2 separate regions of the Mus musculus genome follow, and region 1 is linked to region 2. Evidence: chromatin contacts called from public Hi-C data. All regions are on one chromosome and are shown on one strand. Each heading gives the region's core, a stretch centred on a gene start, on an enhancer-like site or on the middle of the called end of the contact. The rest is flanking DNA. Distances are from core to core; before and after follow the strand shown.

Region 1 (6,311 bases), core at 3,084-5,583, 82 kb before region 2:
GGCATCCCTAAGTGCACTCCCCTCCTCTTAATGAATAACTCTAGAAAGGCCAATTTAGTGCCTTGAAATCCGGACAAGCATTAGAGGTTTGCTTCTTAAGGAGAAGAAGGTAGGCTTCAGCTTATTTTCCTCAGCTTAGAGGGGAACAAATCAGAGTTCACTAGAGCTTCAACATCTGTGGATCTCAGTGTGAATAATGTTGCTGAGAAACCCAAGAGCGCCTGACTGCTGGCAAGAGGAGAGCAGGCCTGGCTTCTCTTCTTCATCTTTATCTAGTCATCAACAGTGGTCCTATATATGTTGGCTTACTGAATGCATCAGCTCCAGTGGGATTTACTGGATGCCCCGTGTATTCATAAGCAAGTTGTGGTCTTCTCCTTAGTTGTCTGTATGGTTCTCAAACACAGCAGTAAGCCAGTATTTGACAGTCAGTTCTTTCAGCAGTGTCCATAGCTGAGGATCAATAGAAAGAGAGCTGGGAAAGAGCCAGGCGTACTGAGTTCTTGTCCTGCTTTGCCCAACACTAGCTTTATACTGAGTATGGCCTTCTGGGACTCGTCCTTCCTTCCTAAAATGAGAGGTATGCATTGCACATCTTCCCACATGCTTTCTGGGACATCCATCCTTCTGTGTTTCTCTGAGTCTGAGGTTTTTACTATGATCCAAATCTTACACAAGAGACCATTTGTTCCAACCTCTCCAACTCTTGGGATGCACTCTCTAGATAGCTACCCTTTGTATTTTAGCACTTTGATTTTGGCTCATTCAGTTGACCTCCATACCTTTTGCCCTACAGCCTCTGTGCTTTGTGCATCCCTCATACAGTTCTGTGGGTTTCAAAGCCCACGGACAGGCAGCCATGCCCCTGGCTTTTCTTCTTCTCCTTCTTCTCAGATCTCTCTATTTCTGACCTCTTTTTTGTCCATGCAGCGATCTTCCCGTCTTCATGATGCCTTGTTGTTCTTCCCACTGAAATCCTAACACACTCGAGTACAGCCCGATGAGCAGGGGTTTTTATTGTGATCCTGTATTCATAGAGGAGCAAAAAATAGCACACATTTTTTCCAAAGCCCAGCCCTTCCCTATACCCCTGGAGGCACCTCTTTATCCAGATTTACACTGCTCTTTCTGATTAAATCTTCCAATATCTATTTGATGTCAGGCCACTCACTAACCACCCTGCATTTTTCATCTTGCCTGTACTTCTGTTTGAAATCTCCACCAGGAGAGGGGGGCCTTTCCCTTTTGTAGAGAACTAGAGCTGGCCTTTCTTGAGCTACTGCTCTGTCTCTTGTTTCTTGCATGGTGGAATAGTCATGGCTCTTTAGCTCACTCTAGCTTGCTGTGGGTAACATGAAGTACAAAGAAAAAGAAAAACCGAGTGGACCGACCATCTTCAGGAGAAATCCTGTTCAAACCCTAGTTCAGTGTACAGGTGCCAGGTCAGGTGGAAGCCACCACACATTCTAATCTGCTTGTGTGTGTGTGTGTGTGTGTGTGTGTGTGTGTGTGTGTGTGTGAGAGAGAGAGAGAGAGAGAGAGAGAGAGAGAGAGAGAGCAAGCTTGAAAGGTATTGTCCTAAAGATATTTTTATAACCTGAAGCAATTACAGCTGTCAGTGTAGAGACAAGCTGTGACAAGTTGATTTATGTGTACAGTATATGTGTATGTGAGAAAGACGGGAGGAAGGAGAGGGGATGGGAGGGGAAATGAAGGTGGAGGTGGCGCTCCTTAGGAGTCTGCTTTCCAGGAGGCAGAGAGGAAGTTGTTTCTATAAAGAACACAAATAATGAAATTGCTCTGACTGTCATCCCTTTTTCATTAACTCAGATATGCTGGGAAAAATAAAATAAATCCAGCAGTTTTTATGAAGCTAGAGACAGGATATAAGATAAGCCACTAAGTGCTGGTTATATTTAGGGATTAGGGGATGGGAAGGCAATTGACATGCGATTTTGATCTTCGTCTTTTTAAAGCACGTCTATAGCAAGTTTGAATAAAGCCGATCTGTCTTGTTAATTAGGTGGGAATCTCTGACCTTAGGCCACTTTCTTGACTTTTATTTGTGAGTGGAACTTGGATTCCCTAGGCCCATGGAGCAGAGGTTGTGAGTGGCTTTTCTTTGTACTCCTAGAGAGACCTGAGCACTGTGGGGCTTTCTGTGGACAGCCACTGGGAAGCTGAAGGTTCGCACTGTTCCTCATGGTCTGAGACAAAAACATTCTGCCTGTCTAAGAAGAAATGCATTCATGTCTCAAGGAGCCCGTGAGGATTATTTTTTCTGTCTAGCCATAATAACAAAGCAGAAACAGAAAAAAAATGTATTAATAAAGGCTCTTCCACCCTAAATGGTTTTCTAAGTATTTTTCCTGTAGAGTTAATCATGTATGTAGGTCCCTTGGGACAGCCTGTTGGTTGTCATTATCCCCATTTGTAGATGCAAAACCTAATGCTCATTTGCACCTATTTGGAATTAGATGCAAGAGACCGAATTAGAATTTGTCATGAAAGGAGTCAGCTCCATTCATTCTCAGGCCTGGGTCTGGAGGGAGATGGCTCCAAAGCCCAAAAGGAGTTTGTTTCCATGCGTGTGGCATCTAGGAAGAGGGCTTGTGATGGGACCCTAGGAGGATAGTTAGTGGATTATTAGTAATGCGCTGGATTTAAGGGAAGAGCCTTGAACCCAGAAGCCTATTCATCAGCAAAGAGAAACTCACACTTTCTGCCCCTGCTCATGAAACTCTTGACAGAACCAAACAGTTTAATTTCACATTTTCATATTTTCCCACTGGAGAATGAGACAAAATAGGCTTTGGAAAAAAAGCCATTTGTTGCTGTCATAAGTCAACAGTCAGCATTTTGGGGCACCATACGTCAAAAGGTATGGTCAAAATAGTGAATGAGTTCCCTGAGACTTTAATATCAGAAGAAGTCACTAGAGGAGACAATAGGGAATTGGTAATGAATTGATGTCAAGTACTCTGCTACCTCCAGTGTAAAGCTGCTCAATACTTCACAGCCCAGAAGTGTCTGGGCAACTACAAAGCTAGAAAAGCTAGCTTACTCATCTTCTTTTGCCATTTTTGAGTTTGGTTAACACATTCCACAGCTGACCTCTACCCACCCCTCCACTGTAGTAGTGTGAGGGGGAGATTGTGGGACAGGTGCACGTGTGGATCCTTACATACTATCTACATGGAAACGGCTGGTGTGACTCCATAGCGTCAATGTTCATTGGTACCAGCACCTCTGAGGTTAATAATGGTTCTGTAGTAATGTTTTCTTCGTATCTGGTGTTGGATGGCTTTGGGGAAGCACTCCCCCCCACCCACTTTTATTTCATAGACTTTTTAAAAAAAATAGTGCCCCAACTGAATGCAAGAGAAAGTCTAGGGAAATAAACAGAACCAGTGTACCCCCATTCCTTTCCCAGTAACAATTCAGGACAGTATTGGGAGCTCAGGACTGGAAATTCCAGGGAAGGGAGCCTATTGGCGTTACCCACACTGTTCTAACGGATCTACCCTGTTCCCTGTACAGGGACCAGGCATGGTCCATCAGAGTTAGTGTGAAGGGAGAAACATGATGTAGGCACAGAGGAACCAGCAGCAGACAGAGAGAAGTCACAGAAGCTCAGGCATATCCAGTCTTTCTTTGGGCTTCAAAGATTTAAAGAAAGCCACGCCTCTTGGAGATGAAATCAGGTACGCCAGAGTGTGAACCCAGAACCCAGAGAATCTTCTTTATAAACAAGGCTGTGGCTTACACTGGCCCATGCCTGTGTACCTTTTACCCAGTTAGCATTCTCAGTGTCTGGGGTGAGGTTGGGGAATTGAAAAAAGGCTGTGTTGAACTTGACCAACATTTTAAAGGGATTTTGCTCACTCCATCAACCAAGGTCCTTCTGGAATTTCCACATTTATATTTTACGTGGACTATCTCTTAGAATGGCTGTGTTGAGTCTGCGGGGTTTTAAGAGGGTGGGTGTAGTGCAAAGGGTGGTGTAACATTGAATAAAAATGAGATTATTTAAAGCATCTTCCTAACGTTGTAAATGTACTCTCAATGCTGATAGAATTAATTTGACCATTTTAAAGGTGCACATATGCATGCTGCAGGCTCTTCTCTTCCTAGTTAGTTTGTGACCCTTATTAAGATGTCTAGGGTTATTAAGACCTCACAGTAACTTTGTCTTCTTAATTGCGAAGAGCTAGCTCTTCAAATCCGGAAATGGTTAAAACGGTGGCCAGAGGTGGTACACCGCCCTGCCCTGGCCCGGCGCGGCGGGGGTTAAGGTGGGCGCCCGCGCCCCGCACCCGCCAGGATGAGCGCACAGTCCGTGCCTCCCGCCAGCCGGATCGCTTGGAGTCGGCAAGGAGAGAAAGTGGCGGTCAGGGATGGAGCTGCTGCCATGACAACCCCGGCGGTCGGGGCCCGCGCGCGTCGGGGCTGCTCCCGGGAGGAAGGCAGCGCGGAGGCCGGGGGCGGCCGCTGAGCGTGGCGTCCGCGGCTCCGGTGGTGCCGACTGCGCTTCGTCTTCTGCAGCGAGCCAGAGAGCGGGCTAGGGACCGCTGCGGTCCGCCCCTGCCGCGCCGCTCCAACCTTGCTGCTGCGCTGCAGAGACAGCCCAAGCTGCAGCGCGAATCTGGGCTCTGAGCAAGTTGACCGTGGCTCTGCGGCAGGATTCCCGAGTCCGGATTGCAGGAAGCCGGCTTAGCAGGCGCCTCCTTGCTCCCTCCGTGCCGCCTCTTGCGTGCTCTACTTTCCATCTGCTATTGTTCCAGATTGTTTCTGGCGCCGAGCCTTGCTCTGAAACTTAAGAAAGTGCTGGATTTCCTCTCGTTCGACTGAGGAATCGTAGACCACATCTGGGTAGCTGGATTCAACCCAGCCACAACCCCGTTGGATACCAAAGTGCTTACTCCTGTCCAAAGTGCCATGCCTGAACTGCTACGGGGAAGAGGCAGCTTCTGAGACCCGCACCTGTGCGCCTGCTTGCCTGCCTTGCGCTTCTCCTTCCTGGCCACCTTCCTGGCTACAGGCAGCACGGAGAAAGTCCGCCTCGGATGTGTGTGGAAACTGGTTCTCGGAGGCTGCGAGCTGAGGCTGGATTTAGGGGAGGAATATTAGACTTGGAGGAGTCTGCGCGCTTTTCTCCTCCCAGTGCATCGCGCGGTCGCCGCTAGTTCATCGCTGGGTCCCCGCGCTCACTCCCCACCCCACCCACTTCCTGTGCTCGCCCGGGGGGCGTGTGCGTGCCACTACCGGAGTTCTGGGAAGTTGTGGCTGTCGAGAATGGGGGTCTGTGGGTACCTGTTCCTGCCCTGGAAGTGCCTCGTGGTCGTGTCTCTCAGGCTGCTATTCCTTGTACCCACAGGAGTGCCGGTGCGTAGCGGAGATGCCACCTTTCCCAAAGCTATGGACAACGTGACGGTCAGGCAGGGGGAGAGCGCCACCCTCAGGTAGGGAACTGCCACTCTACTAAATGATGATTTGTTTCGGCTGGGGCAAAGGGGCAGGGGTGCGGGTGTGTGCTCTGGAGCAAGCCAGGGCTAGTGGAGAGATCCCTAGCTTGCTGCGCTGCACAATTCCTGGATGAGCTAACTGCTCTACCAAGGAATGTGGCAACCTCAGGGTAATGCTAGGGGAGAGCTGTGCTTTCCAAACCTGGCTCCTTTGACCCAAGGGTTTGTTAAAGGTGAGGGATAGCTGTCTTATTTTGAAGCCAATGGTCCTGCTACTGCCTTTTCCCGAGCCTGACAGCTATGGTGACCTGGGGCTTGGCTGAGACTCAGCATGGATGATCTCCCTGCTGAAGTTAATGAGTCCCAAAGCAGGGATCTGGCTTGGTGTGGATGCCCTCGCACTACCCGTGCCATTGAGAGTTGCCACAGGGTCTGGACTCTGCAAAAAAAAAAAACCTCTTTTCCTGAGCCTGGATTTTACTAACGTTTTTTTCCTGGGTTGTCTGTTCCATGATACGGTGGGCAGAGGCAGATGTGATTTCCTGTCTGAATGTGGCTTTTGGACACTGGTACCATGGACTGTGATTTGTCTGTGGAGAATGCCTTCTACACGAGTGGACCGTGCTCTGATTGTTATGCATGCTCACCAAAGCAGCATGTACAAAACTTGGCACTCAGCAAACCCTAAGCTTTAGTGTTGTGTTGGGTCGGTTCTGGGGTTGAGGGTTGCAAGCTCTGGGGAGGAGGAGGAGAAGAATCTTAGCTACATTTTGTGCTAAGTGGGGCAAGACTGTCTCCCTCGCGATATTGCTACTGAAGCACTGACTCCATTTCCAGTTGATAAAA
Region 2 (5,762 bases), core at 1,846-4,345:
TATGGGTAACTTTGACATTCATCCCATTGGGCGGAATTCTTATCTAGTGACATGTATGTAATGGCAAAATGGGTTGAACGATGTCAGCCAATATGTACCTAAAAAGATAAAAAGATAAAGCAAGTTTTGGTGTAGTGAATAGTGAGTGATCATTTTGATAAATACTCCCAACTTATATTGTCTTAGGAGTGGGTTGGTTCCATAAGATGTCATCAGGACAAGAGCAGGAGTTCTTATTTATGATGGACCCACACAAGCATTTTATATATAGTAATACTATAAAAATTTACTATGTAAGCACCTATGAGTTTAGGTTAAATTCAGTACTTAATAAGTTACTCAACACTCAGCACTTTGATATGAAGTAGGGTTTGTGTTACATGACTTTGACCAATTACATGTCACTATGATTTTGGAAGCACACTTAACCCAGGCCAGGCTAGTTCACAGTGTTTGATAGGTTCGATATATGAAATTCATTTCAATTACGATGTTTTCAATGTAGAATGAGTCCACTGGGTCATAGCCTCATTAGAAGTAGAAAAAGCACATGTACTTGATAAATCTATATCATTCTCTTCTTCTTGTTAATCTACATAGCCCTAACACACCCAATATGCACCTCGAAAACCCAGAATAATGACACCAAGTATTCACAGCCTTCTGAACTGGAGACCTTTGAAATCTCACCCCTATTTTGGATGGAGCTATTCTGTATCTCTGTGAGTCTGTTTTTACTTAGAACTGAAAATATCTCTCAGGGAACCTTCACTGTTTTCCCAAAGAACTCCATCTGGTCTATTGGAAGCTGTTTCAAAGTTGAAACATCAACCTTGACAGGTCCTTTGGCCGCTAAAGATATAGCCTCCAGGGACTTGTCTGTGCTGGCAATTAACATGAAACAGCACTGCAGAGACTGGATGACAATCATCTGTTGTTCTGGATTTTATAGCCTGTTTCAACAAATGTGACTTTAAGCATGGCTTCCACTAAAGCTTGATCCCCCTCCCCACCCTGTCTCAAGATTTTTAGTCACTGTGCAGACACTGGAAGAATTCAAAGGGCCTGTCCTAGTCCATTCCATCACTTAATTATAAAGTCTACTTGCTTTTCCCTCCCTTCATTTTAAAATCTTAGTTTATTAAGCATTTATTTATCATGTCACCAGATGTGTGGCACACATTTATATGTAACAACACCAGAACAAGACTTCCAAGTTTTCTGTCTAATCCCTCTGGTCTTTCCACTCAGCACTTTGTCTCATGCACCCATGTGTTAATATTTGCCTAAACACTTCAGCTCTTGGTTCTGGCTCATTCGATTTTAATGACCCTCTTTGTCTGGAATGTAAGCTTCATGAGGCCCCGGGTTATTCATTGCTTGAAGAATTGTTCATTGTTTAAAGATTTACTCCCACTGCCTTTTAAAAGGATTCCAATAAACATTCTGTGAGTGATAACTGATTTTTTTAGTTCTTAAGGAATATAATTTCTGGTATGGGAAATCTGATGGATAGGAATATAATGATGAAGCAAAGATGGTTATATTATTCTAAAATGTCTCTGTGTTAATCAAAAAGGTAAAAGTGGGAAAGAGAAATATTTCTGTATGGATCTTTCATTCCATATAAACATTACTTTTACAGTATTTCATTGAAATTTTAATCCAAATAATTTGCTTCTATGGACAAAAAGGCAGTGCTCTAAATGGTAGAGTCATTTTTTTTTTTAATGAAGCTGAAGAGCCGGCAAGTGGGAGACATGCATTCATCGGGTCTGCCTAGCTTTTTTTATCTATATTAATGATTTTCAAATATTTTATATCAACTCATAACTCACCATATTTTAATTATAAAGGACAGACAAGCAAGTACACATGCACATGTGTATATGTAAGCCACCTGAATATACAGGCCAGTTTACTTACTATGTGTAAAAGTAATGTTCTACCCTACTCTCTCACATCCTATCCTGTATTTTAATTTGGCTTTACAACAAAACAAACTAACAGGTTTCAGAACAGGCCTTGAAAGTCTTTGCCCTTGATGTGGTATCTGGAGACCCAGAGACTGAGAGAAGTTGCCTGAGATCTTGGTGGAAGACATATGTGTCCTGTGGGCCTTATGTGGATGCTACAAATAAAAGAAATTTCTTACTGCCATGAAAGTGTTAGCTTTTTCAAATTAGATGACTCTTGGTTTGCTTGTGGTGTTCCTGTCCCCTTTGGGGCCATGATCCTTCTTTTCTTCCACAATAGTCTCCAAGCTCCATCTACTGTTTGCCTGTGGTTATCTGTATCTATCTGAGTCAGCTGCTGGGTGGAGACACTCAGAGAACAGCCATGCTGGCTAGGATCCCATCTATAAGCATAATAGAATATCATTAATAGATTCAGAGATTGCTGTTTGCCCATAGTATGGGTCTTAAGGTGGGCTGGATATTGGTTGGCCATTGCTTTAGTCTCTGTTCCATCAAGTGTGCCTGCATTGCTTGTAGACAGGATAAATTTTGTTTGAAAATATTGTGGATGGGTTGACCAACAGAGTCAACTAACCTGGACCCTTGGGGCTCTCAGAGTCTGAACTGCCAACTAAAGCAGTTATGTGGGCTGGACCTATGCCTCCTGCATATATGTGTAGCTTGGTCTTCATGTGTGTCCCAAACAACTGGAGTGGTGGCTATCCCGAAAGTTGTTGTCCATATATAGGGATATCTAGCTGAGCTGCCTCAGAAGGAGAGGATGCACCTTAACTTGCAGAAACTTGATGTGCTAGAGTGGAGTGATATCCAGGTGGGCTGCACCTGCTCAGAAGAGAAGGGGAGGAGGGAGGAGGGAAGGATTATGAGAGGTGGTGACTAGGAGCTGGGTAGTGAGTGGGATGTAAAGTGAATTAGTAAAAAAAAAATTAAATTAAAAGTGTTAGATTTTTTAAGCAAGTGTACTCATATAACTTAGCCTTCGCCTTCTGTTAAATAATTCATTTGCTTGGTAGTCTCTGGTGCTGATGAGAGCAAATCACTGTGTTCAAATATGCTGTGTTGTTCACTTGGACAGTCACTCAGTTGACGATTAGTCATTTTCTGAGGAAGTCTGAGTGGGATACACACTGGAAGCAATGTTGAGTCACATAGAATGTCTGCCCCTGAGGACATGCTTCCTGTCTTGATCTATGCAAGCTGCTGTAACAGAATACTATAGGTCACAGTGTAGAAGTAGTAAATCATTACTCCTCATAATCTGAAGGGTTGGGATTCATGATCAAGACCTTGGCTAATTTGGAGTCTGGTAAAGGGCCTACCTTTCCATCGTGTTTCTTCTTGAGTCTGGACACATGAGAAAGGATAGTTCAGTTTTCTGGGGTAACTGCTCATATGGATACTAATCCTATGATGAATGGATACTAATCCTATGATGAAGGGATACTAATCCTATGATGAATGTTCTGCAATCAGGACCTAATCCACACTCACACCCTCTAAATACATTTTCTGACATTGGTACCTTGGCTAATATGTTTCAGTATATGGCTTTTGGGGACACAAAACTATTCAAGGCATACCATTTATACTTAACTTGAAGTTCTTTGTGGACTGACTTACAACTCTTCCTTTGCCTGGGGCTATTTCACTCTACAAAAAAATCCCCAGGGAACAGGTGTAGCAGGGTAACATGGCAATGTTGTATTGAGCTTTCTCCATCTTGAAGTTGGATTAGTAAGTAAAAATGTAGCTTATTCCTGGTGAACTGGCAATACACTGATTGGAAGTGGTAGTCCTTCTTTGGACAGTATTCCTTGCCAATGGCAGGTAGGCATGGTGGTGTGGGCATGGCAGGATAGGTATGGTGGGATAGGTTTTGTCATCACCCCTTCTGGCTGAGACAAGGTTTTTCTCCATGTGAAGGAAATGAACATTGCCAGATCCAGGTAAAGCAGTTCTCTAGAGAAATTGACATGTGTGCTGTATGGCCATGCCGTTTCTTGGACAGTTTTCTGGGCCTGATGAGTTGAATGTTGGTGGAGCAAAGAAGGCTGCTGAGATTATAAAAAAGTAAAGGTGAGTGACAAGAAGGCTTCTAATTAGAGGGCTCCCCCCATTTAAATAGGGTTTAAATGACCAAACTATAATCCTCCAGATATTATGATTCTTTTTTAATGGTAAGCCTTTGTAGTAATGGGCCTGGATTGTGGATTTGGTAAAAGGACAAACTAAGCACCAGGTGAAGTACATCTATCTGGGTCTGTAAGTTTAGCACTCATGGGTCTGGAACCTTCATTTTAGAAAACACTTGATTTTCAGTTATATAATAGTGAGTGAGCACAGAGAGACCATTTAGTGGTTAAACATGCATGCTGCTCTTGTAGATGACCAGAGGTCAGTTTCCAGCCCCTATGGCAGGTGGCTCACAATGTGAGAGTCCAGTTTCAGTGTATCTGATGCCATCTTCTGGCCTCTACTGGCACCTAGACACAGGAGTACAGACGTACATTTACACATAAGAAATAAAAAAAGTTAAATCTTAAAACTCTTGGCACAGGGGACTGGAGAGATGGCCCAGTGCTTAAGAGCATTGGCTGTTCTTCCAGAGAGCCTGCTTTCAATTTCCAACACCCGCATGGTGGCTCCTAGCTGCCAGTAACTCCAGCTCCAGTGGATTCAACTCTCCTATCCCGACATGTGGGCAGAACACCAATGTACACAAAAATAAACAATTGCTTAAAAAAAAGTGACACTGAAAACTTTATTGGTTTTACAATCAATCATTGGGATATGTTGCTTCCTAATACATAGGGAAGGGTTCCCTTTTAAAATATTAAACCCTTCTATGTGATTCTAATATATTAGACAATCCTGAGCCTAATATCTTACCATAAAGGGAAACTTTACAAAAATAGACTAATTGGGTAAATTAGTATTGACAGATACACATTTATTCTATTAAAACATTTTTTATGTGTATATCATTGCTTTATTGCAACTTCGAAGCATTTTTCCCATTTTTTCCCCCGAGACAGGGTTTCTCTATATAGCCAGGTCTGACTTTGTAGACCAGGCTGGCCTCAAACTCAGAAATCCACCTGCCTCTGTCTGTCAAGCACTGAGATTAAAGGTATGCACCACCACCACCCAGCCCCGTTTTGTTCTTATGAAATTATTTCAAATTATGTGTTTTCTTTATCAAAGAATCAGATTACATTATTATATCATAATGATAACTCTACTTGGCATAAAATGAATTATTAAAATAATTATTTAATATACAAGATGAGAAAAGGGCTAAGGTAATAAAAGTGTAGCACGTACTTCTTTATAGGTGGGGGGATGTTTCCCAAGGAAGCTGGGTCAGTTAAACTTGGGGAATGTTTAGGTGAAGTTGAAGTTGATTGAGTCTCTCCTGTGTATCCATCAGCTTTGGCAGATTTCTGCTTCAATAACAACTGCCTTAAATATTTCAATGACTGACAACAGACATGTTCACACATATATGGAGACATACACACATCTATTATTTAGATTTTAGGACGAAGCTTGAAGGCGTAGGTTAGAGTTTAGACCCCGAATCTTGCTCCAGAGAGAAAAGAAGAGCAGAGCCACATAACTGCTCCCAAAGCTGCCAGTTTATAATAAGATGTGAGACTTCTGTTCCATTTTGTGTTGACCACAGCAAGTCAGATGACCAAAACTGATGTCAGTGCACTGAATACTATAACTCTTTCCTGAAGAGAAGCTGCAAATATTTGGAACAACTAAACAACACACCCC

What was found. A called contact is a pair of places that touch in the nucleus more often than the background predicts.
Region 1: a Hi-C map of the AML12 cell line shows a contact between it and region 2, with 2.3 times the contacts expected there. The contact joins the promoter of Ntm here to the enhancer-like site in region 2. A contact is called at or near these places in 1 of 39 promoter capture datasets (hippocampal neurons) and 13 of 484 Hi-C or Micro-C datasets (the AML12 cell line, the HPC-7 cell line, brain and 5 more).

What each region holds. Positions count from the first base shown.
Region 1 is chr9:29,410,707-29,417,017 of GRCm38.p6, reverse strand. It overlaps Ntm (neurotrimin), which reads left to right and starts at 4,333. Exons shown (of 7, transcript NM_001357602.1): 1 at 4,333-5,462. The coding sequence starts at 5,296.
Region 2 is chr9:29,328,059-29,333,820 of GRCm38.p6, reverse strand. All of the region lies in intron 1 of Ntm (neurotrimin), which reads left to right. Among named protein-coding and RNA genes, the nearest start is that of Ntm, 82 kb to the left of the region's middle. Within about 2 kb of position 3,095, at least 3 of the 459 cell types and tissues checked have an H3K27ac peak or open chromatin away from gene starts, as enhancers often do. A contact at or near this core is called in the AML12 cell line, where this site is marked.